Regions from separate parts of the Mus musculus genome. Here all the other regions are linked to region 2. A link is a contact called in public HiChIP or PLAC-seq and promoter capture Hi-C data. All regions are on one chromosome and are shown on one strand. Each heading gives the region's core, a stretch centred on a gene start, on an enhancer-like site or on the middle of the called end of the contact. The rest is flanking DNA. Distances are from core to core; before and after follow the strand shown. Region 1 holds the start of Zranb1 (zinc finger, RAN-binding domain containing 1). Region 2 holds the start of Nsmce4a (NSE4 homolog A, SMC5-SMC6 complex component). Region 3 holds the start of Armc5 (armadillo repeat containing 5). Region 4 holds the start of Oat (ornithine aminotransferase). Region 5 holds the start of Bag3 (BCL2-associated athanogene 3). Region 6 holds the start of Abraxas2 (BRISC complex subunit).

What was found. Promoter capture Hi-C pulls out the DNA fragments that hold promoters and counts their contacts. HiChIP or PLAC-seq counts read pairs in DNA pulled down with a chosen protein or histone mark.
Region 1: a promoter capture Hi-C map of pre-B cells shows a contact between it and region 2, with 6 times the contacts expected there. The contact joins the promoter of Zranb1 here to the promoter of Nsmce4a in region 2. A contact is called at or near these places in 1 of 39 promoter capture datasets (pre-B cells) and 1 of 115 datasets of contacts at active chromatin or transcription factors (large pre-B cells).
Region 3: a contact with region 2 is called in a promoter capture Hi-C map of erythroid cells, with 4 times the contacts expected there. The contact joins the promoter of Armc5 here to the promoter of Nsmce4a in region 2. A contact is called at or near these places in 1 of 39 promoter capture datasets (erythroid cells) and 1 of 115 datasets of contacts at active chromatin or transcription factors (embryonic stem cells).
Region 4: a contact with region 2 is called in a promoter capture Hi-C map of pre-B cells, with 5 times the contacts expected there. The contact joins the promoter of Oat here to the promoter of Nsmce4a in region 2. A contact is called at or near these places in 2 of 39 promoter capture datasets (liver and pre-B cells).
Region 5: a promoter capture Hi-C map of embryonic stem cells shows a contact between it and region 2, with 4 times the contacts expected there. The contact joins the promoter of Bag3 here to the promoter of Nsmce4a in region 2. A contact is called at or near these places in 1 of 39 promoter capture datasets (embryonic stem cells) and 1 of 115 datasets of contacts at active chromatin or transcription factors (embryonic stem cells).
Region 6: an H3K27ac HiChIP or PLAC-seq map of embryonic stem cells shows a contact between it and region 2, with 4 times the contacts expected there. The contact joins the promoter of Abraxas2 here to the promoter of Nsmce4a in region 2. A contact is called at or near these places in 2 of 115 datasets of contacts at active chromatin or transcription factors (embryonic stem cells and large pre-B cells) and 1 of 9 other capture datasets (liver).

The regions. Positions count from the first base shown.
Region 1 is chr7:132,929,329-132,932,819 of GRCm38.p6, forward strand. It overlaps Zranb1 (zinc finger, RAN-binding domain containing 1), which reads left to right and starts at 1,848. Exons shown (of 10, transcript NM_207302.3): 1 at 1,848-2,217. 1500002F19Rik (a long non-coding RNA gene) reads right to left here. Exons shown (of 2, transcript XR_003946678.1): 1 at 1,680-3,491.
Region 2 is chr7:130,544,840-130,548,885 of GRCm38.p6, forward strand. Nsmce4a (NSE4 homolog A, SMC5-SMC6 complex component) reads right to left here and starts at 2,542. Exons shown (of 11, transcript NM_001162855.1): 1 at 2,153-2,542; 2 at 1,056-1,133. The coding sequence starts at 2,435.
Region 3 is chr7:128,235,575-128,239,625 of GRCm38.p6, forward strand. Armc5 (armadillo repeat containing 5) reads left to right here and starts at 1,783. Exons shown (of 6, transcript NM_146205.2): 1 at 1,783-3,015. The coding sequence starts at 2,553. 9130023H24Rik (RIKEN cDNA 9130023H24 gene) reads right to left here and starts at 2,457. Exons shown (of 1, transcript NM_177001.3): 1 at 1-2,457. The coding sequence starts at 1,845. The coding sequence ends at 832.
Region 4 is chr7:132,574,681-132,578,478 of GRCm38.p6, forward strand. It overlaps Oat (ornithine aminotransferase), which reads right to left and starts at 1,718. Exons shown (of 10, transcript NM_016978.2): 1 at 1,615-1,718.
Region 5 is chr7:128,521,552-128,525,563 of GRCm38.p6, forward strand. It overlaps Bag3 (BCL2-associated athanogene 3), which reads left to right and starts at 2,032. Exons shown (of 4, transcript NM_013863.5): 1 at 2,032-2,493. The coding sequence starts at 2,308.
Region 6 is chr7:132,857,257-132,861,181 of GRCm38.p6, forward strand. It overlaps Abraxas2 (BRISC complex subunit), which reads left to right and starts at 1,969. Exons shown (of 9, transcript NM_198017.3): 1 at 1,969-2,077. The coding sequence starts at 1,979.

The DNA.
Region 1 (3,491 bases), core at 598-3,097, 2.4 Mb after region 2:
AGAACTACTAGATGCCTCTCAAGAGTCTTTTTGTCTTCAATGCAGTTTTTTTTTTCCTTTGTTCTCCTTTTCAATTATAAGTTGATTTTCACTTTAATTTACTTAGCAATCCCATTTTGTCATTGTGGTTATTTTGACTTAGCCTCTTTCCGTGCTATCATTTTTACCACTAAGATGGTCTTCCTTATCTTTGTGTTTATTTCTTGGTGCAGATTTTTTTTTTACAAGACATTTATTAAATCAAATTTAAAAGCTTCCTCTGAGTCCTATCCCTTTTCTGACTAAAATAAACTACAACTTGGACATCTTACCGTGTGATTGGTGTTTATTTGGAGGCAGCATGCTGTAAAGCTTTGATTCAGGAAGAGGAAGTGCTTAAACAAAGTGTTTCCAAAGGGTCAACTGAACTACTGTTTTTATATAATAGCGTGGGATCCTACCTACAAATGAATTAATTATATCCTTGAGAACGTGTTGTTTTGTGTTGTTGTTTCCATTTAAACTTAATTTATGGATAAGTTCTCAGACCAGGTGGGGGTTGCTGAAGGCCTCTACTCCATAGCAATGGCTATGGAGAGGAAGCACCCCACTGGTTGTGAAAGATGTTGGTGAGGGGAAGTTATACAAAGTACTGTTCTTTTGATGGCCATGGTACAGCTGTCTTATACCATTTTATGCAAATAACTCAAGACACCAAAGACAGCTTCACAAAGTGAATTCCCACTCAAGTTTGGGAAACATCAAACTTCAAGTAACACGGTCATCCTTTTGGATCTGAGGTATCCAAACAATTACTAAATGCCCTCCCAGATTGCTGTTAATGTTCCTTCAAGATACTAATTAATTATTTTTATTTTTAATTATGTGTTTGTGCAAGTGAGTGTGGGTGTTGGTAGAGGCCACAAGAGGGCACTGAACCCCCTGGAGCTGGAGTTACAGGTGACTGTCTTCCACTGAAGTGGCTGCTGGGAGCAGAACTTTGCTTCTCCGAAGTAAGTGCTCTTACACGCTGGCCGTTTCTCCAGACCCCCCATATTACTATCTTTTTAAAAATTACATTTATTTATTTTGTGTGTAGCCCAGAGAACAACTGTGGGAGTTAGTCGTCTTCTTCCACTCTGTAGGTACTGGGGATGGAACTCAGGCTGTCAGGCTTGGCAACTTTACCCAGTGAACTATTTCTACGGCCTTTAACACATTACTTTTAAAGCAGTTTACATTTTGAAAAAGTTTGAAGTAGGGCTAGGTGAAGCTAAGAGTAGTGGTGGCGTAAGTCCAGCACTCCGGAGGTTTAAGAGTTCGGGATCAGTCTCAGCTATTTAGAGGGGTTAGAAATAAATCGGGCTACAAGAGAACCTCGTCTGAAAACAAAATAAAATGCCAAGTAAGCAAGGCTTGTAATCTCAGCGCTCTTGGGGAGGCTGAGGCAGGAATATCGTTTAAGAGTTCCAGGCCAGCCTGAGCCCCAGAATGACAGCCTGGGTCAAATTATTGAAATTTTAAAAACTGTTTTAAACCGCCGAAGGAACGGCCAAGCGGTCTCCCAGTTAGCAAACAGATGCGTGACTCACGCTTGATTCAAAGCGCTGGCGACTCTGCAGCAAAGAGCGGCCGGCGGCCAGGGGAAGAAGGCTCCCACCTCCCAAGTGCATCCTGCACTTAGACTTGAAGACACTCACCCGGGAGGACGCGTCGCGGGACCGCGCGCGCCGTAGCCTCACAATCAGGACGCACGCTGCTGACGTCACGGCCGCGGCCCGCTCCTGCGCCGGGAAAGAGGCGGTCGCCTATTGGCTGCGCCTCCTGAGGCCTCGGGACCAATCACAGGACGGTGAGCAGCGAGGTCCAGTTCCTGACGTTGTGCGGCCGCCGCGGGGTTTATTTAGCTCTAGGGTCCTGACCGCCGCCATTCGGAGTCCTCTGCGCCCGAGGCTGTCCCCAGACCGCTCCGCCCCTGTCCCCGAGCCTCGGCCCCCGCCTCCGCGCAGCCTCTCCGCCCCTCGGGCCGCTGGGAGCCGCGCGCGGGCCCGCGGAGAACATGTCCTGACTGAGGCGGGAGGGCGGAGGCGGCAGCAGCGGGGTGGGCGGCGGCGCCGAGGGAGGCGGAGAGGGGCCGGGCTCGGCTCGTCGCCGCTGGCCGTGCGGGAGTCGCCGCCGCCGCCGCGGCCGCCGGGCGCCGCGCGTCAGACGGGGAGGAGGAGGATCCGCGGCCGCCAGGTAACCGGGCCTGGGTTGGGGGCGCCGCGCCGCAGGCCCCTCGCGGGTCGACCGCGGCCTGACGGGGCGTCGCGGGGAGCAGGCTGCCGAGCCTCCGGGCGGCAGCGTTGCGGGATAGCGCATCGCAGGCCCGGGGTTGTCCGCGGCCGCGCGTCCATCTTGGGCTTCCCAGCGCGGGGACAACCCGGAGGATGAGGGAGAGTGGCCGCCCGGCTTGTTTACCGACCTCAGTTGGCCGCCTTCGTCAGCGGCTGGCGCTGCCCTTCTGCCCGCCTCATTCCGGCAACTGGGATCCCTCCCGAGTCCGAGTGTGTGGGTCTTATTCCCACCTCTTAGTAGGCCATAAACACCCGGATTTGTCGCTCTAAGTTGGTGCTGGTCCCCAAACTTGTGTTTTGGTCCCTTGTCCACTTTCTCTCCCCTCATACGTTGGCCTCCGGTTGCCTAAAGCAAATCAGGGTGAAAGTTGATGTCTGGTGGCCATGGGCAGCTGGAACTCCGCTCCCGGTAACGATCGCTCTGTGCACCTACCTTGTGGGTTTTCTTGTTTTGTTTTGGTTTTCTGCTCTAATTTGGCTGGTCATTGCACAGACAAAAGAGCTGTAATACTTGCTGTTAGCGCCGGGGAGAGGCAGTTTACGTTAAGCAAGAAGTTTGAACCCGCCCATTATCTTGGAGACGCTGGTTTTGAAACCACCTTGCTTAGAATTTTGTATCTCAACCCCTCGATTTCCCCTTTCGGTTACCCACTAAGTCAATTTTTATAAGTTCTTTCCACTGCTTGCAATGTTTGGTCTCTGTATAGTTGACCTGTGATGGTGTTAATAAACGTGATGTACAAATACTTGGAAGTGTTATATAATGAGTGGCTCCTGTACCCCGCAGTCTCTTTCAGTCGACTCCCTACCAACTTTTGCTACATGCATGGTACCTCTGTTGATCAAAAATGGGTGACTTGGCTTATATAGAGAAAACAGGGGAGACCCGAGGATCTTTGTGACAGAGGCCATTAGAAAGTCCACTGAACTATGCTTGGGAAAAGTAAAGCTGGATCCTGTTAAATATTATTTTAATTAAATGAGGTATTTCGAAAGTATATTTGGAAGCCACTCTCTTGATTTGGAGGCTCTTAAAATAGTCTCATTAAATTTTTGTAACTTTTTCATTGGGGGGGGGTTGTGAGAGGTTAAAAGGTAGGGCAGTAATGAGACGTTTTACTTTTTTGGGGGGAGGATGTTATTTGAACGCCATGGGAGGTTTTTTCTGGTTGCTGT
Region 2 (4,046 bases), core at 1,292-3,791:
ATTGTGGTTTTAAGCCCCCATGCGGCTGGGGAAGAGGGACCAGCAGTTAATACAGAGTACTGCTCTTCCAAGAGGCCTCTGGGTTGGGTTCCCAACACCCTTGTCAGACAACTCACACCCTCCGTGTACTCCAGCTCTGAGAAGAATCCCATATCCTCTTCTGGCCACCACAGATAACTGTATTCATGTGCACAAACCCACATGGACACACAACTTCAAACAAATAGAAAACTCCCAGGAGCCAGATTTCAACACGGAAAGTTCTTCCCCACTGTCCCCAACCACACACAAGAGGTGTGCCTGTAGATGAGGCACCTCCATTAGGTTATAGGTGGATCAATAGCTAAAGGAGGGGAGACCAAGGAAGGAAAAGAAAAGAGGATCTCTGAAGCTGGCTGCACTCTTCTCTAGTTCATCTATCTGCTTAACAGAACATACAAGTGAAACTTTCAAATTCAAGCCAGCAAAAGAATCACGGCTTCTTTTTTGTTAGTCTTTTTTGTTGTTGTTATTTTCGAGACAGGGTTTCTCTGTGTAGCCCTGGCTGTCCTGGAACTCACTTTGTAGACCAGGCTGGCCTTGAACTCAGAAATCTGCCTGCCTCTGCCTCCGGAGTGCTGGGATTAAAGGCGTGTGCCACCACGCCCAGCTAGTTTGTTTGTTTGTTTGTTTTTGAGACAGGGTTTCTGTGTGTAGCTGTAGATGCACAGGAACAGACAGTTGCAGACCAGGCTGGCCTTGAACTCAGAGACCTGCCTCTGCCCCTCCCCCACCCCCCAGTGCTGAGATTAAAGGGTGTGTACCACCACTGCCCAGCTCATGGAAGAGGCTTCTTAAAACAGACTGTACAACTCCTTCCTGACTTCTAGAAATCTTCGAAGAACCCTAAAGCATACACTGTACCAAGTGGTAAGTGCACAGTATTGTTGCTAAAACGGAAAAGGCTCTGGGCCTGTGCACTAGTAAATGGGAATTATGGAACAACAATAATTGGCTTCTATAAAAGTAACCCAGTGAGTATAAGCTGCAATAACAGATTTAAAATCATGAATTACCTTCATTAAACAGAGTGTTAGCTTCTTCCAGGACCTCTGTTAGTTTGTCACCAGCATTCAGTATGTCTTCCCGGTTTTCTATTTAAAAGAATACAAGCTTAGGGAACTGGGCACATCCTTCACTAATAAGTAGCAACTTACAGTTCCTTCCACTCCTACAGCCTGGGTAATGATTAGAGTGGCTTTATCTCTTTAACAGAAAAAGGCTTTATCTTTTACAGAAAGAGACAATGTTACTACTGTTCCAAGCAAATTGAACGTCTGTGTGTGCAGAAGGCCTGGGGTCAACCTTTGATGTCCTTCCCTCAGCGCACCATCACCTTTGCCTTTTGAGACAGGGTATCTATCTATCTATCTATCTATCTATCTATCTATCTATCTATAGAACTATCTATCTATCTATCTATCTATAGAACTAGCCAAGAAGGCTAGGTGAGCTGGCCAAAGAGACCCAGGGTCTCTGCTTCCCCTCGGCTGAGGATACAAGTTTACAGAACTACTTTTAGGAGACACTTTAGAGGGTTCTGGGGAATCTAATTAAGGTCGCAAGAGAAGCATCTGCCCATCTCCCCAGCCCTCAAAACTTGAACTCTTGACAGGAAACACTTGCTCCCCAAATGTGCAAAGGGATGACTCTTCGGCTTCCCAATACAAGGGCTCGATTAAGAAAGGATTGTCAACTTCTCAAGCAACAGGCTCATCTGGAGAGCCACACAACAAACGCTTGGGCCTGTACAGCATTTCTGATTCAGTGTATCCGAGCTGGGCAGGGAAATGTGCATTTTAGCAATCCCAAGGGACTCCATAGCTCAGGCGCCCACGAGGAGCAAGCTAGATTGAACAAAAATCTGGTGGTGTGTGCTTGTCTTCCCTACTGGCTAGCTGAGCTCAAGTCACCACCAGGTCTGGTCTCCCGCTTTTCCAGCCGGCCACACAGCACCTGCGCGGCCGCCGCCAAGGTCGCGTAGGCTGCACTTCGTAAACAAGCGAAAGCGCGCTGCCGCGAGCCTGCGCAGACCGGCCAGCGCCTGCACCTCCACCGCCCTCCCCAGCCATGGAACGCCACCGGCCCGCGCAGCCACAAAGCGCCACCTTACGTTGGACAGAGTTGATGAGAGCGCGGTACTGATGGCGGATCTGGCGGCACAGGCCCTGGTCGTACTCGGCCTCCAAGCAGGCCGGGTCCATCAGCTCGTCCCCAGAATCAGACAGATCGGAGTCCTCCAAGCTCGGACGCTCCGCTGCCTCCCTGCGCTCCGGCGCGGCGCCGCGGCGGGCCAGCGGGGACCGCGAGCGGGACCGGGAGCGGGTGCGATCCCGGTGCGGGTCGCGGCCCCGGCCCCGGCCCTCAGACCGGCGGCCGCTGCTGTCGCCAGACATCGCGCCAATTCGCCTTGCAACTTCGGAGCGGCGGAAGTTCGCGCCAGAAACTGAAACCCCCGGCTGGGCTCGAGCGCCGGCTCCAGGAGCAACGCAGCTCCCCGGCTGGCGCGTGAGCACACAGCGACACCTGTGGCCCGGAGGTCGCGGCGGCGTTGGCTGTGTCTGTGCCTCGCATTGGTTCTTAGTTACTCCACCCTGCAAGCAAGAGTCTTAGGACTTTAGATCTCTGATCCTAATGCCCACCCCACTTAGTCATGCATCTTCCCATTGTCTCTTTGGCTCCTCTGGCCTTGGGGAGGATACAACAAACAAAACAGGGTTCCTTGACTGTACCATAGTAAACTGTTAAGCCTCCTTCTAAATATCTGCACCACCACACGGCAGGTTCACAGCTGATTCTCTAACAACAGATACCCTATAACAGGTCTGAGGAAGATAATTATATGCAATGTGGTTTCAAAGATACATGTATACATATCATTCCATGTAATTGTGTGTGTGTGCACTGTACATAGATACGCATGCACAAGTGTGCATCTGCGGGTACAAACGGCAGGTTGGCTTCAGGGGTCTTCCTCTTTCAGTTCCACATTTTTTAGATTTGTTGTGTGTGTATATACATCCTTTATTTGCGTGCACACTGTGGACGAAATGTATGCAGTGCCCTCAGATGTCAAAATAGGACGTGCACACCTCCTCTGGAACCGGAGTTAAGAAGGGTTTGTGAGCTGCCCTGTGGATAACGGCGATGGAACCCTACTCCTATGAGAACTAGTGCTCTTAACCTCTAAACCATCTCTCCAGCCCACTCTCCACGTTCTTTACCATAAGGCATCTCTAGCTGAACCTGGAACTCGTCTTTTTGACAGGACTTAAATAGCCAGCAAGATCTAGGCATTTTCCTGTCTTCACTTCCAACGCACTAGGATTATGGATCCACACTGCCGTGTACAAGTTTGGTTGTTGTTTTTTGTTTGTTTGTTTTTTGAGACAAGGTTTCTCTGTGTAGCCCTGGCTGTCCTGGAACTCACTTTGTAGACCAGGCTGTCCTCAAACTCAGAAATCTGCCTGCCTCTGCCTCCCAAGTGCTGGGATTAAAGGCATGTGCCACCACCGCCCGCCCATGTACCAGTTTTTATGCCACCTTAGGAATCCTGAGGTAATCTACCCTCTGACACACACACTTCTCCTTCTTCCATCCCTCCCTCTCACATAGGATTTCATGTAACCCAGGCTGGCCTCAAACTGACCCTGTAGCTGAAGCTAATATTGAGTTCCTGATCCTCGTGAATCTAACTACCTCACAAAGGCTGAGAGGATTTTGAGACCAAGATCCAAAGCCTAGTGAGCTCACTGCTACTGAGATATCATTGCTTCTAGAGCCTCCAAAGAAAAAAGAACTAGGAAGCTATGCATAGACACCCTTACACGTATATAAGTGCATCTCTTCATATTTTATGTTGCTGGGTTAATTTAAAACACTAATTTGCATTGACATCACAGAAGAGTGTGTGGGGAAGAAGGGGTGAATGTGATTGATGAAATACTATTCTCTGTATTAATGTAGACTACTGAGAAGAAATGGTTCAGCAGTTAAGAGCACTTACT
Region 3 (4,051 bases), core at 533-3,032, 2.3 Mb before region 2:
TGAGTGGTGAAGAGTTCCTCAAATGGTTTCTTACACCCAGAGTTTATGTAACAATCCCAAGGTCAAATTCTCCGGTCCTTTTGCCAAGACATAGCCTTTGATCATCCCCTTTGGTCCTCCTCCAACCTCTGGCTACTGTAGTCCTCACATGGACTTTGCCTGGTTTGTAATCCTCTTCCTCCAGAGAAAAAGGAGTTGTTGCTTTTGTCATGGTTAGCCTATCTGCAGCTGGGGCAGGAGCTATGTGGTTTTGGGCATCTAAAAACTTTTGTCTAGCTAATGGAGATTCTGAATGAAATCTCAGAAAACAGGACTTTTGTGTGTGCATGTGTGTGTGTTTAAATCTTGTTTCTCTGAAGGCAGACACAGCTCTAGTGCTGTTCGTCTAGCCTGTGGCTCAACCCAGATGCCATTTGTGAACCCCATTAGTGGCCCTTAGTTAAGTCACCTTCGGGACGTAGAAAAAAAGAAAAAAAAAAAAAAAAAAACTAACAACACTCTGGTCCCTTCATTGAAGCCAGGGATAACTGCAGAAACTCTCATCTTGGAACACCCATTGATGTTAGACAAGGCTAAGCGTTATGGGCAAAGGCTTGCCTTATTAAGGGGCAGATGGAGGTCTTCTTGCTCATGTGGGTCACCTGGTAGAAGAGCAAGTGGGAAATCTGACTGCAGCTCTTGACAAACCTGCAAATGAAAGGCCTTTGCTTGTGTGCATAGGCTGGTGTCCACAAAAATACTAGCTGCAATCAGGAAACTTCTAGGGTTTCTTGCCCATGTGTGAACATTGATGGAACTGTGGTGTGAGATTTTTGCCACATTCTGGAAAGGTCATTTGCTCAAGTGGATGCGCTGGTGTTCAGTGAACATGGTGATCTCACTAAAGCCACGACCACATTCAAGACACCTGAAGGGCGGTTCTCCATTGTGAGTGCGCTGGTGCCGTAGGCAGTTTGAGCTGTTGGTGAAGTTCTTGCCACACTCACAGCAATTGTAGGGCTTCTCACCCGTGTGTGAACGCTGGTGTTCTAGCAGATAGGAACTTCGCCCAAAGCTGTCTCCGCACCAGGCACAGAAGTAGGGTTTCTCGCCTGTGTGACAGCGCTGGTGCTGTAAAAGGTTAGAGCTCAGGCTGAAACTCTTGCCACAGAGGCCACAGCGGTAGGGTTTCTCACCAGTGTGAGTTCGCTGGTGCTGGATCAGGTTGGAGCTAACCCTGAAAGTCTTTCCACACTCAGCACACGCATAGGGCTTTTCCCCAGTGTGCACCCGCTGGTGTTTTGCTAGGTCTGCACTGCGACCAAAGGCCTCTCCGCACTCCATGCACTTGTGCGGCCGGAGACCTGAGTGAGAACGACGGTGTTTAGTGAGATTAGAGCTGAGGCTGAAGCAACGGCCACATTCTGGGCAGGGGTATGGTTTTTCACCACTGTGAACTCGGTAATGCTTAACCAGATCTGAGCCACGCCGGAAGCTTTTGTCACACTCTGGACAGCTGTAAGGGCGGTCACACCCATGGCTGCTTTGATGGTGAATGAGATCAGAGAGACTGGGTACAGCCAACCCACAATCCCTACACTTGAAAGCTTTGGGGACTGCAGGATCACTGGTCTTGACAAAGGTTTCTTCCTTGGGGCCAGAGCCTGACCTACATAAGTACTGCTGGTCCAGCATTTTTTCCACGGGGGCTGGTTGTTCCGGCCGCGCCAGGAGGGGGCGCTCATGTAGCGCGGTCTCGCGATCCAGGGGCGACCTGGGGGCTCCCGGGAATTTTGACGTCCGGTTCTCCAGCAGCTTAGCCCCATCTAGATTCTCCCTGGTCACTTCTGGAGCCGCAAGTTCCATTGCGGCCGAAAAGCGCTCGGTTTCCTAAATGCCACCCGTTTAACTCATCAGCACAGTTGGAGAACGGGGCACTGGAGGCTTGGAGGCCGGTACCGGAAACGGAAAGGTCCCCAAGCCCGAGAGACTCTAGGAAGTGGCAGCGAACTTTCCCGGTAGGTTTAACTCTTTCATTCGCTTGGCGAGACCTTTCTGTCGGGAACTTAGCACTTTTGAAACGGCTTGGGGTTCTGCGAGTCTGTCAGTCCGGCTTTCGGAGCCATTGATCACCGCGCTTTGAGGGTTGCCAATCAAGTCTGAACGTCGCCGACAAGGACGTACCGGGAGCGAAGTGGCTAAGTCACGTTGGGGAGCACAGGACAGCACTAAGACTCCACCGCGGGGCGTCTGATCCTAGGAGCAACAGTTCACTCTTCGGCCCCGGGAGGAGTTTCTCACCCACTTAAACTGCACTAAGCTTGGCGCCGACTACATATCCCAGCATGCACCGCACGCGCCTCTTACTTTCCCACAGATAAATACCATTCTCGCCATGTCTTCTGCGACTGTGCAAGTACCGGAGTTCCAGAATCTAGAACTTGAACTTCCGACTCGCAAGATAACTGCGGCGGCGCTATTCCGAGGAGCAGCCTGGCCACGCCCCCCTCTTCCAGTTCCGCTCTCTCAGAGTACCGGCGAGACGCGGGGCGGAGCCTGAGGCCCGGGCCAAGATGGCGGCTGCGAGACCGGCCCTTACGGACTCGCTCTCGTTTTGCCTCGCGCAGCTCACGGCGGCGGCCGGGGAGGGGCCAGGTGGGGGAAAGGACCCAGCTACCAACGAGACACCCCTGGGCCGCGCGCTCTTAGCTCTTCGCACGCGCCACATCAAGGCGGCAGAGGGGATTGAGCGCTTCCGGGCACGCGGCGGGCTCCGCCCCCTTCTCGCCCTGCTCCGCCGAACGGCTGCTGCGGGCCCCGCCCCGTCCCAAGCAGCCTCTGGCTCCGCCCCTTCGTCGGTTGCGTCAGCTGGTTCTACCCCTGGCCACGCCCCCGCTGCCGAGTCGCTCTTGACGCCTTCGTTGCCAATGCGCCTGCGCAAGACGCTGGATTTGGCGCTCAGCATTCTAGCCAACTGCTGTACAGAAGGGGCGTGCCGGGCCGAAGTGCGGAGACTTGGAGGCATTCTCCCTTTGGGTAAGTGCTCCGCCCCCATTTCTTAGAAAGGTTCCAACCCACAGTATCTGCGCTGCCCTTCCATTATGCCAGGCCTCTGAGTACATGCTTTGTGATGGTGCAGCGCCACTCATCTCCTCAGGTGTGATGCTATGTGACGTCACTGCTCTCTCCATAAATTAGACCTGGACCTGCCCAGACCAGAAGTAGATACTGACTCCTGCCTCACTTTTGAGCAAGTGGCTTATACTTTGTTTTTGGTGCTTCTCGGGGACAGTACCCGTCCCTGTGCAAGGCTTCACATGGAAGAGCAGGAGGCCAGAAAGTGTAGTTTTAAAAGTTAGAAAGTGAGTTTAAAAGTCAGACATACCAAGCAAATCACCCAACCCCTCCAAAGCAAGAATTCTTTGTGTAATAACAATAGCTACCCGACAGGATTGAAGTTGAGTAGAAAATGAAATTCAAATGTACAGTGCCCAGACTCCAAGCATAAGTGGGTACTTAAACACAGGAAACAAATTCCAGCAGAGGATCAGCCTTTCTGTGTACCGGGTGATTTGGCGCCTCCTTATGGTGATGATGGGAACAAAGTTGCATCATTGCCTGTCCTGTATCTCAATTTTGACAAAAATCTTAATTTTTAAAGTGAAGCATTTTTATATTTAAACTTGCATAGATTGCAAGTAATGTGTTTGACAGTAGGCTTGATGGAATGCCAAGTTCTCTCTAACCTTGCCTGCTGTGCTGGGCCGTATTGCCTTTTGATTGGCAGGGATAAAAGTTAACTTGGTTCAAGCCAAGTTACCTGGACTACATGACCACTTCAGCCGCTCTTCCTGACATATTCCTTTCTCTGGTAATACCCTCCCACCGCAGTTGCCGGAGTGTATCTTGTCATTCCCCTTAAAGCCCTTTGGTGGCTTCTGTGGCCTTCACATTTATATTTTGACTCCTTGGACAGGCATTTGAGGGGCTTTGTGAAATCATAGCACAGACACTTTTACCCTGGGGCATTTGGAAAAGCTGCTGCAAACCATTTACCATCCCTCGGGCAAAT
Region 4 (3,798 bases), core at 468-2,967, 2.0 Mb after region 2:
CAGCTTGAGAAGTAAATTTGGTTTGGCGCTTGTTAAATATTTACTTTTCTGAGGTAACCATTCACAAATGCAGCCCTTAATTTTTTTTTCTTTTTTTTGGAAGGTCTGTCAACATAAGCTTTGTTTTATGTAACCAATATTCTGGCTAAAATTCACCTCAAGTGCGTCACTGGCAAACAACTAAAGTAACACTACTGGGAAAGGATTGAACCAACTACACCGCACCCTCCACACACCTCCACATCACTACCCATTCATTACTATTTTTAAAAGTATACAGTTTGGGGGCTGGGGAGAAGGCTCGGTGGTTAAGAGCACCGACTGCTCTTCTGAAGGTCCTGAGTTCAAATCCCAGCAACCACATGGGGGCTCACAACCATCCATAATGAAATCTGATGCCCTCTTCTGGAGTGTCTGAAGACAGCTACAGTGTACTTACGTATAATAAATAAATAAATCTAAAAAAAAAAAAAAGTATACAGGTATACAGTTTGGCTCATCCTCAAGAACTCTGCAAAGAGCATAAAATACATATCCATATAACCATAGTAAAAGTAGACCGGAAGGTAAATAGATGAGACAGGAAAAAATACCTTTTAAAATATGTACTAATTAAAGTTTTAGGGGCTGGAAAGATGGCTCAGCAGTTAAGATCACCTACTATGCTTGCAGAAGACCAGAGTTTGGTTCCTAACACCCACATTACATGGCACAACTATCAAGAACTGCTCCAGGGGTATCGAATCCCTCTGGCCTCGGATGGCGCATTCATTCCTGATCACACACATACAATTTAAAGTACAGTTACAAGTTACATAAAATTAATTTACCTACAGACACTAACAAGTTTGATCAAGAAAATTTAGGGTGGAGAAATCAGAGGTTATTCAAGTAGCAAAGCCACTTCATTCCAAAACCACTCCTCCCTTAATATATCTTGACACATCTACAAGGTAAATGTACTCCCGGGCATTGCTGTAGGCCTGAGGCAAGATTTGCTGGCAGCAAGAGCTCCCCACAATTAGACTGGAATTTACTGAGGTTCAACATAGCTTGTCAAAGGCCTAAGGAGGGGGCTCTTCGTGCAGAGAGCCCTGTGGGCCAATCCTTAGCCACCATCTCATCACAGAGTGCACGTCACTTCCTCAATCCTCTTATTTGGTTTAGGACTGAAGAGAAGTGGGGATTGGGGAGGGATGGGTATGATCTGCCACGAGACGTAAAAGCTGCCCAAGGAGCTCGGACTTGGTCCGCATCAGCGCCCCCTCCCGGTGACGCGACCACAAGTTCGCAGTTCTGTCCCCAGGGATCGGGTCCTTCCCTCCTCTTCCCACCCCCACCCCCCACCCACCCCCCGCCAAGCTGCTCGTGGTGCCCCGCGCCCTCAACGCCGCCTTTTCAAAGTCGAGACCTCCAAGGCCCCAGTCCCCTTAGCCGAGTCCCCCGGGGACAGTGAGCCCAAGCCGTGCCCCGCCCGTCCTCACGCCGAGCCCGCCCCACCCCGGGCCTGCGTGGCGCCCTAGACCCGGAGATTCCAGTGTTGCCCCGGCGGAGACTCCAGAACACCGAGTGGGCCCTAGTCGCTCTGGCCCAGCCCCGGCGCGTACGTCGTACCTGACAGCGTCCGCTAAGCGACACTGACTGTACTTCAGCCACGAAGCGCGATGTGGCTGCCCGGCGCGTCAGGTCGTTTAAGACGACGTGTCTGTCCCGCCCCCGCCCGTTCTCTCAGTTCATTGGTTAAGGCGGAGGGCCGCACACCAATCACAAGAGGCTCACTCTCGCCCCACCCACCCGGCCTTGAGCCTCCGGGCGCCAAGTTCTGCTGCCTTCCCCAAGTGCGCAGTCTGCTTTTGTGCCTGTGGCGCTTGAGCTCTGCACTGAACTTGGAGCAGTTCGCTTTCTTTTACCCGAAGGGGAACGGAGGCCCGAAGGAATGGTGGCCTCTCACTGCGTTTCTCTAGCCCAGGGACCTTCCAAAACCTTTCCTGAAAGAGCCTGTTGGGAGCAACATCATATCTTAAATGCTGAAACCACATGACCTTGAACCCTCACGTACCAAAATGACAAAACAGATTACTGATGCTTCTAGTATCATCTCTGCAGCTGTAAAACGCCGCCCGGATGTTATTAACTGTTGTTATAAGTGGTTGGAAATGACAGCTACGCAGTATAGACTTGCCTGCACTCCCTCCACTACCATGGTTAAAACTCAAACCGGAAAAGGATATTGCAGGATAAACACAATCAGAAGGTGCTTAGGTATCATTTTTGTCTATAACGCTCGTTATAAATCAGAAAATATGAAGAGAATAGAAGAGTTATCCAATCCTGTACCAAAAGCTGTAGACCACAGAGGGCCAGTGATTCACTACCTTACACTTCAGGGTCAGGCAGAAAGATTTCACACTCCAGTTTGGAAAGAATGTGTGTGAATAAGAAAGCACAAGGATGGAGGGACTGGCACACCAGGGAGAGCCACTGTCAGTCCACGTATCCAGGGCTAGATGTGGGGTTTCTAGAACCCCAAAGAGAGAGGAGTTTGAGGAAAGACTACTTGGAGGGAGCCAGGAGCCTAAGGAGTCTGTTAAGACTGGTGGTAGTAGTGGTGGTGGTGCACACCTTTAATCCCAGGACTCAGGAGGCAGAGGCAGGTGGATCTCTATGAGTTCTAGGCCAGCCTGGTCTACAGAGAGAGTTCCAGGGCAGCCAGAGGTACAGAGAGAAACCCTGACTTGAGAAAACAAGAGAAAAGACAATCCCCACAAACTAGCCTCCCTAGACACAGAGCAAGATCAGAAAGAGGAGGAAAAGAAAGTGGGATGGGAAAGAGCAGAGGAAATGGTTCAGTAGGTAAAGTGATTGTTGGGCAAGCATAAAGAGACCAGAGTTCAGGTCCCCAGAGCCTACATAAACGCTGAGTGGGCATCGAGACCCATCTGAAATCCCAGCGTTCAGGGAGGTAGAGACAGGACAATTCCTAGAGCTCTGGGTTCAAGTGAGAAACCCAGGCTCAATTAAATATATTTAAATACGTAGGAATCAATCATGGAAGACACCAGACCTTGTGTACCCACACTCATGCAAACACTGGTACACAAACACACCAGACACATGTAAAGACAAACAAAAGAAGACCCAGGTAGAGAGACAAATAGAAGACATTCAACAGCCATAGCAGGGAATGTCTTAGTTGACCTGGTCAGTAGGGGCAAGAAAGTAGTGTGGGCTCAGAGATAGAGCAGTGAATCCAATATCCTCAGGAGCACTGAGCAAGCCTACTGGGCTCATCCTATCCTTGGCTAAGGTCATTTGCCCAGATCATTACTTCATTACTATAATGACCATTAATTACCCTCTAAGGCTCATTATTATGAGTGGATAACTTTATCTTTTTCATTTTTATTCCTTTCATACCACCTACTTCAGTATGATCAACCTCTTGGGGGTTTGACCCTTCCTCCCCTGGGGTCAGAAAGGAACTGCTTCTTTGTGATTCTGCTCTGTAAGCCAGGACAAATGGGTAAAGCCAGGGCCATCTTGTTATGCCTTGGCAAGCAGGAGCAGCTGAGCTCATCAGGAGAACTAAGGGTAACATCAAAACATGTGGCAATCCTTTTGAACTCGCAGGTAGGGTGCTCTTTGATGAAAAGGATTTCATAAGCAAGAAACCTCTGGGAATGTCTGAGTTTTATCACTTCTCACTTATCAGAGAATGGCACTGGGTACAAAGAGCATGATAAAAATTTATGGTTTCCCTCCTACTTGGTTGCTTTTTTTTTTTCCCATCACTAATTG
Region 5 (4,012 bases), core at 782-3,281, 2.0 Mb before region 2:
ACAAACAAGCATTTACAGTGTAAAGCAATTGGTAGGGTGGGACAGGATGTGGATGGTCAGAGGACTAATGGGGGGGCAGCAGGATGTGTGTATGTGTGTGTGTGTGTGTGTGTGTGTGTGTGTGAAGGAGTGTATGCTAAAGGGAATGCTGGGAAAAGCCAAGCTGCCCAGGAGATGATGGTTGGAGTGGATAGAAGGGTTTCCATCCTGGTGGTGGAAGCAGTGTGTGCAAGATACAGTTCAGCAGGGTCAGCTGAAGTATGGACCAGGGAAAATGAGGAATACACCTTTGTGCACCAGACCAAGGAGAGTGGACTTGGTGGGTGCTTGAAAAGGCCTCTCTGGCTGCTATATGGGCAAGAGGTTTAGAGGCAAGCCCAAAGGCTGAAGAACCCATTAGGGTGCTGTGAAGGATCCAGGTGAAAGCGTAAGATGGCTGGGACGGAAGAAAGAGAAGAGTCACAGAGTCAAGAAATACTTAGCAAGATAGGAATGGATGGTAGGAACGAAGGGGCAATTTGAGGACAAAGTGGGGGTGCGGGAGAGATGACTTAAGAGCATTTGCTACTCTTATAGAGGACCAGGTTCAGTTCCCACAAGGAAGCTATAAACATCTATAACTACAGTTTCAGGGCATGCAATACCCTCTTTGGACCTCGGAAGGCATTGCACAAGCCGGCTCATACATATAAAATAAATCTTTATTTATTTTTTTTAAATATTTTTTAAATAGGGCATTGCTAGGCGTAGTAGATGGTAGTGTGCACCTTTAATCTCAATACTTGGGAGGCAGAACTATATAGATAGACCATATCTTTAAAAAAATATCCACAGCCAAGCAGTGGTGACACATGCCCTTGATCCCAGCACTTGGGAGGCAGAGAGATGGATCTCTGTGAGTTCAAGGTCAGCCTGGTCTACATAATTAGCTAGTTCTAGGACAGCCAAAACTACACAAAGATACCTTGTATTGAAAAACAAGCGAAAAAATTCACTTTGTATTCAGTCTTCAATAAACATCAATCTTTATTCCTTTATTGAAGATGGACTCTGGATTTAGCCACGTGCTGGGTGGGTTCAGGTATAAAGAAGCAAAAGACAGACACTGACCAGTGAGTGAATCTAAGTGTCTAGACCTTTCAATGTGACTATCAAATGATAATAAGTCAATATTCCCACATTTGGGCTTATACAGGTGTGTTTGGTGGCACCAGGCAGTACCTGAAGGCTAACTATGTTAATACTTATACTGAGGCTTTGAGACTTCAAAGTCAGTAAGAAGGTCTTTGGAAGTAAAAAAAATCAGCTTGTTGGAAATGTCTGGCAGAGTCCTCTAGTATTTGCCACAGAGTAAAAATCGGAGGGGAAGAGGCCAGAGATGTATCTTTGAAGGTCCCAGGACATTCTCTGAATCTGAGTCAGGAAATTGGCCTCAGTATTGGTTCCAGGTGTTTCTGAAGTCTAGTCACTGTGCGAAAGTGCCTATATAGAAGGCCAAGAGCACAAAGTTGTCACTTTAGTCCTTGCTTCTTCAGTTTTCCAAAGCAGGCAGGTGAGTTTCCACAGCTCTTTCTTTTTGTTGTGACCTCAGATCAGCATTCCAGAATTTCTCAGAAGTCATAAGGCCCTTGAGAAAAAGTTACTAAAAACGTCACTGCAGGACGCCAGCGTCACTGAGTGTGAAGAGAGAGAAAGAACTAGACTTTCCGAGTTTAAAGATGATTTAGTCCTTACACAAAGGTGGGGCCCCAGGTGTCGGCCCTTGGACTGCTAACCCCGGGACACCCCCACGCGGCACGAAAGAGTGGTGGGGAGTCCGGAGACAGAAACCAGCCAGAGAGCACAAGGACACCGGTGCGTGTCAACCTGGCGCGAGGCGCACAGGCCCCAGGACACACACAGGACAGGGATAGGGAGGGACAGCCTGGGTAGTCTAGGAGAAGGAGGGGCGGGTGACAAATCCCCGCCTCCGATCCCTCCCAAGGTCCCGCCCCGCCGCGATTATAGCCTATGACTCAGGGCGGAGCTCCGCATCCAACCCACGGCGGCCGCCAAGTTCTCTGGATGGGACCAGAAGTTTCTAGCCGGCCAGTTGCTGCCTTCTCTTTATCTCCTCCTTCCCCTTTGGCAGCTAGGAGGCTATTTCCAGACACTTCCACCCCTCTTCGGCCACGTCACCCAGTCCTTTAATTCATAAAGGTGCCCGGCGCCGGCTTCCCGGACACATCGGCTACACAGAGGTGCCCGCACTCCACGACCTCGTGACCCGCGCCCTAGCTCTGCGCCCCGGGCGGACCCTAACCCAGCATGAGCGCCGCCACCCAATCGCCCATGATGCAGATGGCGTCCGGCAACGGAGCCAGCGACCGAGACCCCCTGCCCCCGGGCTGGGAGATCAAAATCGACCCGCAGACCGGCTGGCCCTTCTTCGTGGACCACAACAGCCGCACCACGACGTGGAACGACCCGCGTGTGCCCCCCGAGGGCCCTAAGGTGAGTGGAGCTTGCCGTCCCACCTCGACGGCGAAGGGGCCTGGTCGAGCCAGGGCTATGCGAGTCACCCCACCCCGCGCCCTGCTGCGCAAGGAGAGTCCTTAACCATATCCGCCTCGAACGGGCGTCGGGCCGCAGAGAGCCGCAGGCAGGGTGGCCTTGGACGGTAGCCAGCGGGGTGCGACCCGCGTGGTGACATCGGGTGGTTTTCCACAGCCTCTTGCGAAGGGCGAAGGGCAGTGGTGGCCTGAGCTGCGGTGCGCCGCGTCCCAGGGAAGGGCGACCGGCCTGATGAGCGGCTGAGGCCCAGGCCAGGCCCGGCCGCCGCCTCTCTGTCCCGCGCGTCCCGTGCTGAGACCCTGGGCTCCCTCCGGTGCTGATGGCGCACGGCCAGGATTGAAAGGCTGCTGAGTGGAGTCTCCTGTGGGGATTTCACTTTCAAATTCAGAACTTAGTTGAGGCTTATCTTGAGTTTACTGGATCTTAGGCATAGAGTGACTCAGGAGGCTCGAGTAAATAAGTTATTTTCCCCCATTAAACTTATTATTACTGGTCGAAACTGCTTTCAGTTAGAGAAAATTCTGATACTACCACTATTTTTTTTTAAGATACTCTTTCTGACAGTTCCAAAACTAAAGATCAGACATTGTATCACCATACTTAGCCACTGCCTTAAGACTCACACTGGAGTGAAAGAATGTATTTTTAATGGCGTGATTCCTTGTTGTCCTTTTCAAATACTGGAGTTTTGTTACCAGAAACAGCTGAGGAGTCTGGTGAACACTAGGTGTATGCTTCATTTGCATAGATATTCAGGTTTGTGTACTTCAATCTAAAAAGCAAGAAAAATTGAAAATACAAATTTGGAATGAAGCCCAGCCTGGTTCAGGCCTGTCATCCCAGCACCCAGGAAGCTGTGGCGAGAGGATCTTGAGTTCAAGTCTAGCCAGGGCTATATAATCGGAGTCTATCTCAAAAGTTATTAAGTAATTAAGTTGGAATGAAACTAGCCTGTGTTGCAAAATAAGACCTTGTCTTTTTTTATAAAAAAAAAGAAAAAAAAGATTGAGCTGGGCAGTTGTGGCACACCTCTTTAATCCCAGCACTTGAGAGGCAGAAGCAGGCAGATTTCTGAGTTCAAGGCCAGTCTGGTCTACAGAGTTCCAGGACAGCCAGGGCTACACAGAGAAACCCGATCTCGAAAAACCAATAAAATAAAATAAAAATAAATAAAAATTCGATTGAATTTTGAGTGAAGAACTTAAAAATACAAATTTAGGTAGGATTTTTCTTGTTTGTTTTGTTTTTCTTTTTTTAAAATTAGATATTTTTTTATTTACATTTCAAATTTTATTCCTTTCCTCATTTCCCCTCCGAAAACCCCCCTATCTCATTCCCCCCCTCCCTGCTCATTACCCCACTCACTCCCGCTTCCCTGTCCTGGCATTCCCCTACGCTGGAGCACAGAGCCTTCATAAGACCAAGGGCCTCTCATTGATTTCCCACAAGGCCATCCTCT
Region 6 (3,925 bases), core at 719-3,218, 2.3 Mb after region 2:
ATTTTTTTATACTCTAAACTTTCAGTTTGGGGGGAGTAGCTTATTAACATTTGGGGGAGGGGTACTTAGCTAGACTATCAAGCATTAGCAAGGGCCTTCTGTTTTCTGTTCACTGTTAGCTGGACCTAAGCTGGCTAGAGACACCTTTGAAAAGTGAGCCATCGGATTTTATTTCCAGCAATTGCTAATTGATGTAGGAAGGCCCAGCTCTTTGTGGGTGGCACTTAGGCAGGTGGTCTTAAACTGGATAAGAAAACTAACTGAGCTGGAAAATTAGGTTCTCTCTCACAGGGAATAGTTCCAGGAGATGTGAACTGGGAGCTGTCAATGGAAAACTTCCCCAGCAGCCAGGCTAAATCAATCAGTCCTGCAAGAAGAGGTCTGGGTGGCCTTTCAAAGCACCCAGGGCAGGCATAAAACAGTGAGCTATATAGTTGTCCAAGAGACCAGCATCTCAGGCAGAGGAAAGGGACATATGTAAAGGCACTATGACCTGATGAACTTTCAGTGCTTCCAGAAAGCAAAAAGGCTACTGTTGTAGCTGTAGCCAAGTCTATCAGGGTAGCAGAAGCAGGAATGCAGGGGGAGGGCATGTCGGCGTAGGATTTGGAGGCTGGCCAGGTATAATTGACACCTTATATCTAAACATTACCATGATCATTTCACTGACTGTGTTGAGGATATATTTGCAGGTCAACAGCCTCACTTCATTACCTCGACATTTTGGACTGGTTAATTCTGTTATGAGGCCTTTCCTGAGTTTACCTCCTTCCCCTGGGGTTGGCATTGGAAAATATCTCCTAGCAATGTCAAGCATCCCTTAAGGGCAAAATTGCCACCAACTGGGACTCTGAGAAGTTGTCATAACCAGGAGAGAGAAAATGGTGTTTTGGGTCAGGGTGGCAGATGTGCTGGTAGTGAATCGTAGGACTCAGTATTTTTTTGAAGATCGTTTTAGCTGATCTGATGTAGGGAACAAGAGAAAAGAAGTTGTTAAGGCTAGCTGCAAAGGTTTTTTTTTTTTTTTTAAGATTTATTTATTTATTATATGCAAGTACACTGTAGCTGTCTTCAGACACTCCAGAAGAGGGCGCTAGGTCTCGTTATGGATGGTTGTGAGCCACCATGTGGTTTCGGGGATTTGAACTCAGGACCTTCAGAAGAGCAGTCAGTGCTCTTAACCTCTGAGCCATCTCTCCAGCCCCAGCTGCAAAGGTTTTGATTTGAGTAATTGTCATAAACAGTTTTATTTGCTGAACTTGGAAAAGAAGTGAGAAGTAGCTCTGTAGGGAAATCAGGAGCCCAGCTAGGAATACTGAAGTCTTAGCAAGCTGCAGAAGAAATAGTTCCCTTTTTTTTTTTCTTTCTAAATTTGATAGTTTATTCATTGCTACTTATTTGTTTTTGTCTTCTATGATTTTTGTCAAACTTGAAGGTTTTTGTTTTTGTTGTTTGTTGAAACAAGTCTATGTAGCATTCATTGGCTGGCCTCCGACATGCAACCCTTCTGCCCTTACACGACTTATATTTGAATTGTTTTTGAGTCCAGAATCCAATCGTTTTACCAGCTCCACTACTTCTGACCATAATTCCCCTGTCACTGCACCAGGTGGGGATTATTGTAAATCTCCTTCCCTTCCATTTCTCCTACGCATTAGTCTCAACCAGGCAGGCAAAGTGGTCTGTTCAAGTTGAAATTACATCATGCTGTTCCCAAGTCAAATCTCAACCTGTTCAATTGCTGGAATCATCTCCGGCCTTCCATCCTTCAACTTCATTTGCAGAAGGGACAAACTGGATTATAACAAGGCTGTACAGACAGGCCGGTGTCTGAGGAACACACAAAACTGAAGGTGCTGGTTCTCTTTGATCTGGAATCCTTTACTTCCCTGTCCTAGCTTCGAGTAGCTTGGAGGACTTCATTTCCCAGGATGCTCAGCGGCGGGGCGTCCGGAAGGCTGTGCACCCTCCGCGGGGCATGATGGGGGAGGTGGAGATTTCCATCATGGCGGCTTCCATTTCGGGCTACACCTTCAGCGCTGTGTGTTTCCACAGCGCCAACAGCAACGCCGACCACGTAGGTGCCGGGCCCCCTGCCGTGGCCGCTGGGGCCTTCGGCTTCCTCCTCAGGCCGGCGCCTGCGGCCAAGCGACGACCGCTGGAGGCTCGGCCTTCAATCCCCGGGACAAACCGATGAGCTGGTGACCCAGGCGGCTCCCGCCCCCTTCCAGCTCCTGCACCCCGCGGGCCCTTCTCTGGCGCTCTCGGCCTCGGGCGGGTCCTGGCACAGCTGTTCTCAGTCCAAAGGACCTAAAGCGCCCGGCCCCGCCAGTGTCAGGAGTCGCCTAGCCAAAACTGGGTGCCTACCCCTCGCTGAGAATCGCGCTTCCAGACTTGAGTGCCTTGGGTCGGGATGGAGTTCAAAGGTCTGGGTTGTAATCTAGGAGAGGATCCAAGTTCTGACCCCCGGCCACACGGGTCGTCGTGTCTGTCACCGTTCATACTTATCAGATGTGGCTGTTTGGATTTTTTTTTTTTTCACCCCAGTGGAAAATGGAGAATGTGAATAGGCTCGTTAGGTGCAGAGTCTTGTTTGCACTTCCTCAAAGTTGCCTGTTTAGTTCCTCAGCGAGTGTTCTAATCCCCGGAACTTGTCTTAAGAGGGAAGTGACAGGCCCACTTATGAGCGATCAGAAATGTACAGGCCATGGAGTCCATAGGACTCTTCGGTGTCTTTATTTTACGAATTGCCTTTCAATGCCGTTGACCTCTGGAAATTATTTGTGAAATAGGTGCTTTTACAGGACATTACTCTCCCACCAATTAGCGGTTTGTGTGTGTGTTGTTGTTATTGGTGAACGATTTAAATTCATTGAATAAGAGATGGGGCTTTTTGTGGTTGTCATTATAAAAACAGTAGTTAGAAGGGAAACTGGATTTGGTTTGATGTCACTGATCTTCGATTCCATTAATAAAGACTGATTCTGAGAGGCGATTCCATGAGTATACTGAGTGGAATGAATTTACTGTTCTTTTCATCTCTGCAGTGTTGATGGCAGAGATTACTGATAGGAATATATTCAGCATTGTTCTGCTTTTTTTCCTAAAGCCAGCTCTGACCTACTAGCCTTCAGTATTGCAGCTAGCTCTTAATACTGTAAGTGGTTGTAAAGTTCCTAGCGTCCATGGACTGCAGTTACGAGTTCAGGGTGCTTATTTATTCTGTTTTAGAGAGTACCTAGGAATGTCATAGTTTGTGTATAAGACAAGATTATTATAAAGATAAGAAACTTGGACAGTATTTCTAGAAACTGCCATAGTTCCGTTTCTTCACTTGTTATTTATTCTTTGTTGTCTTGAGATAGTGTCAAGGCTGGCCCTGAACTCCTGATCACCCCCAATCCTAAGTGTGGGGATTTCAAGGGGAAGCCATTAAACCCAGCTCTAGCTTTCTAGCTATTTAATAGCAATTTCCTTAATATTTATCTCCTACTTGGCATGAGGGAAGAAATTTTATACAAGGCCAATAGTTTGAATTGTGTTTTATATGATTATACATTTTTATATTAACCTTACCACAGTTATGGGTGTGGAATACTTAAAAGTAATGTCAGGCGGGGCGTGGTGGCACACGCCTTTAATCCCAGCATTTGGGAGGCAGAGGCAGGTGGATTTATGAGTTCGAGGCCAGCCTGGTCTACAGAGTGAGTTCCAGGACAGTCAGGGCTACACAGAGAAATCCTGTCTCGAAAAACCAAAAAAAAAAAAAAAAAAAAAAAAAAAGTCAGTTTTAAAGTTGAAGAACCAAGAATTTACTTTTTAAAAGATGTGTTTGTTTGGTCTAGGAAAATTAATCTAAAGCTAAACTTATTCTGTGGAGCTAAAGTTAGCAAACATTTTTGAAAACATTTTTGAGATTATAACT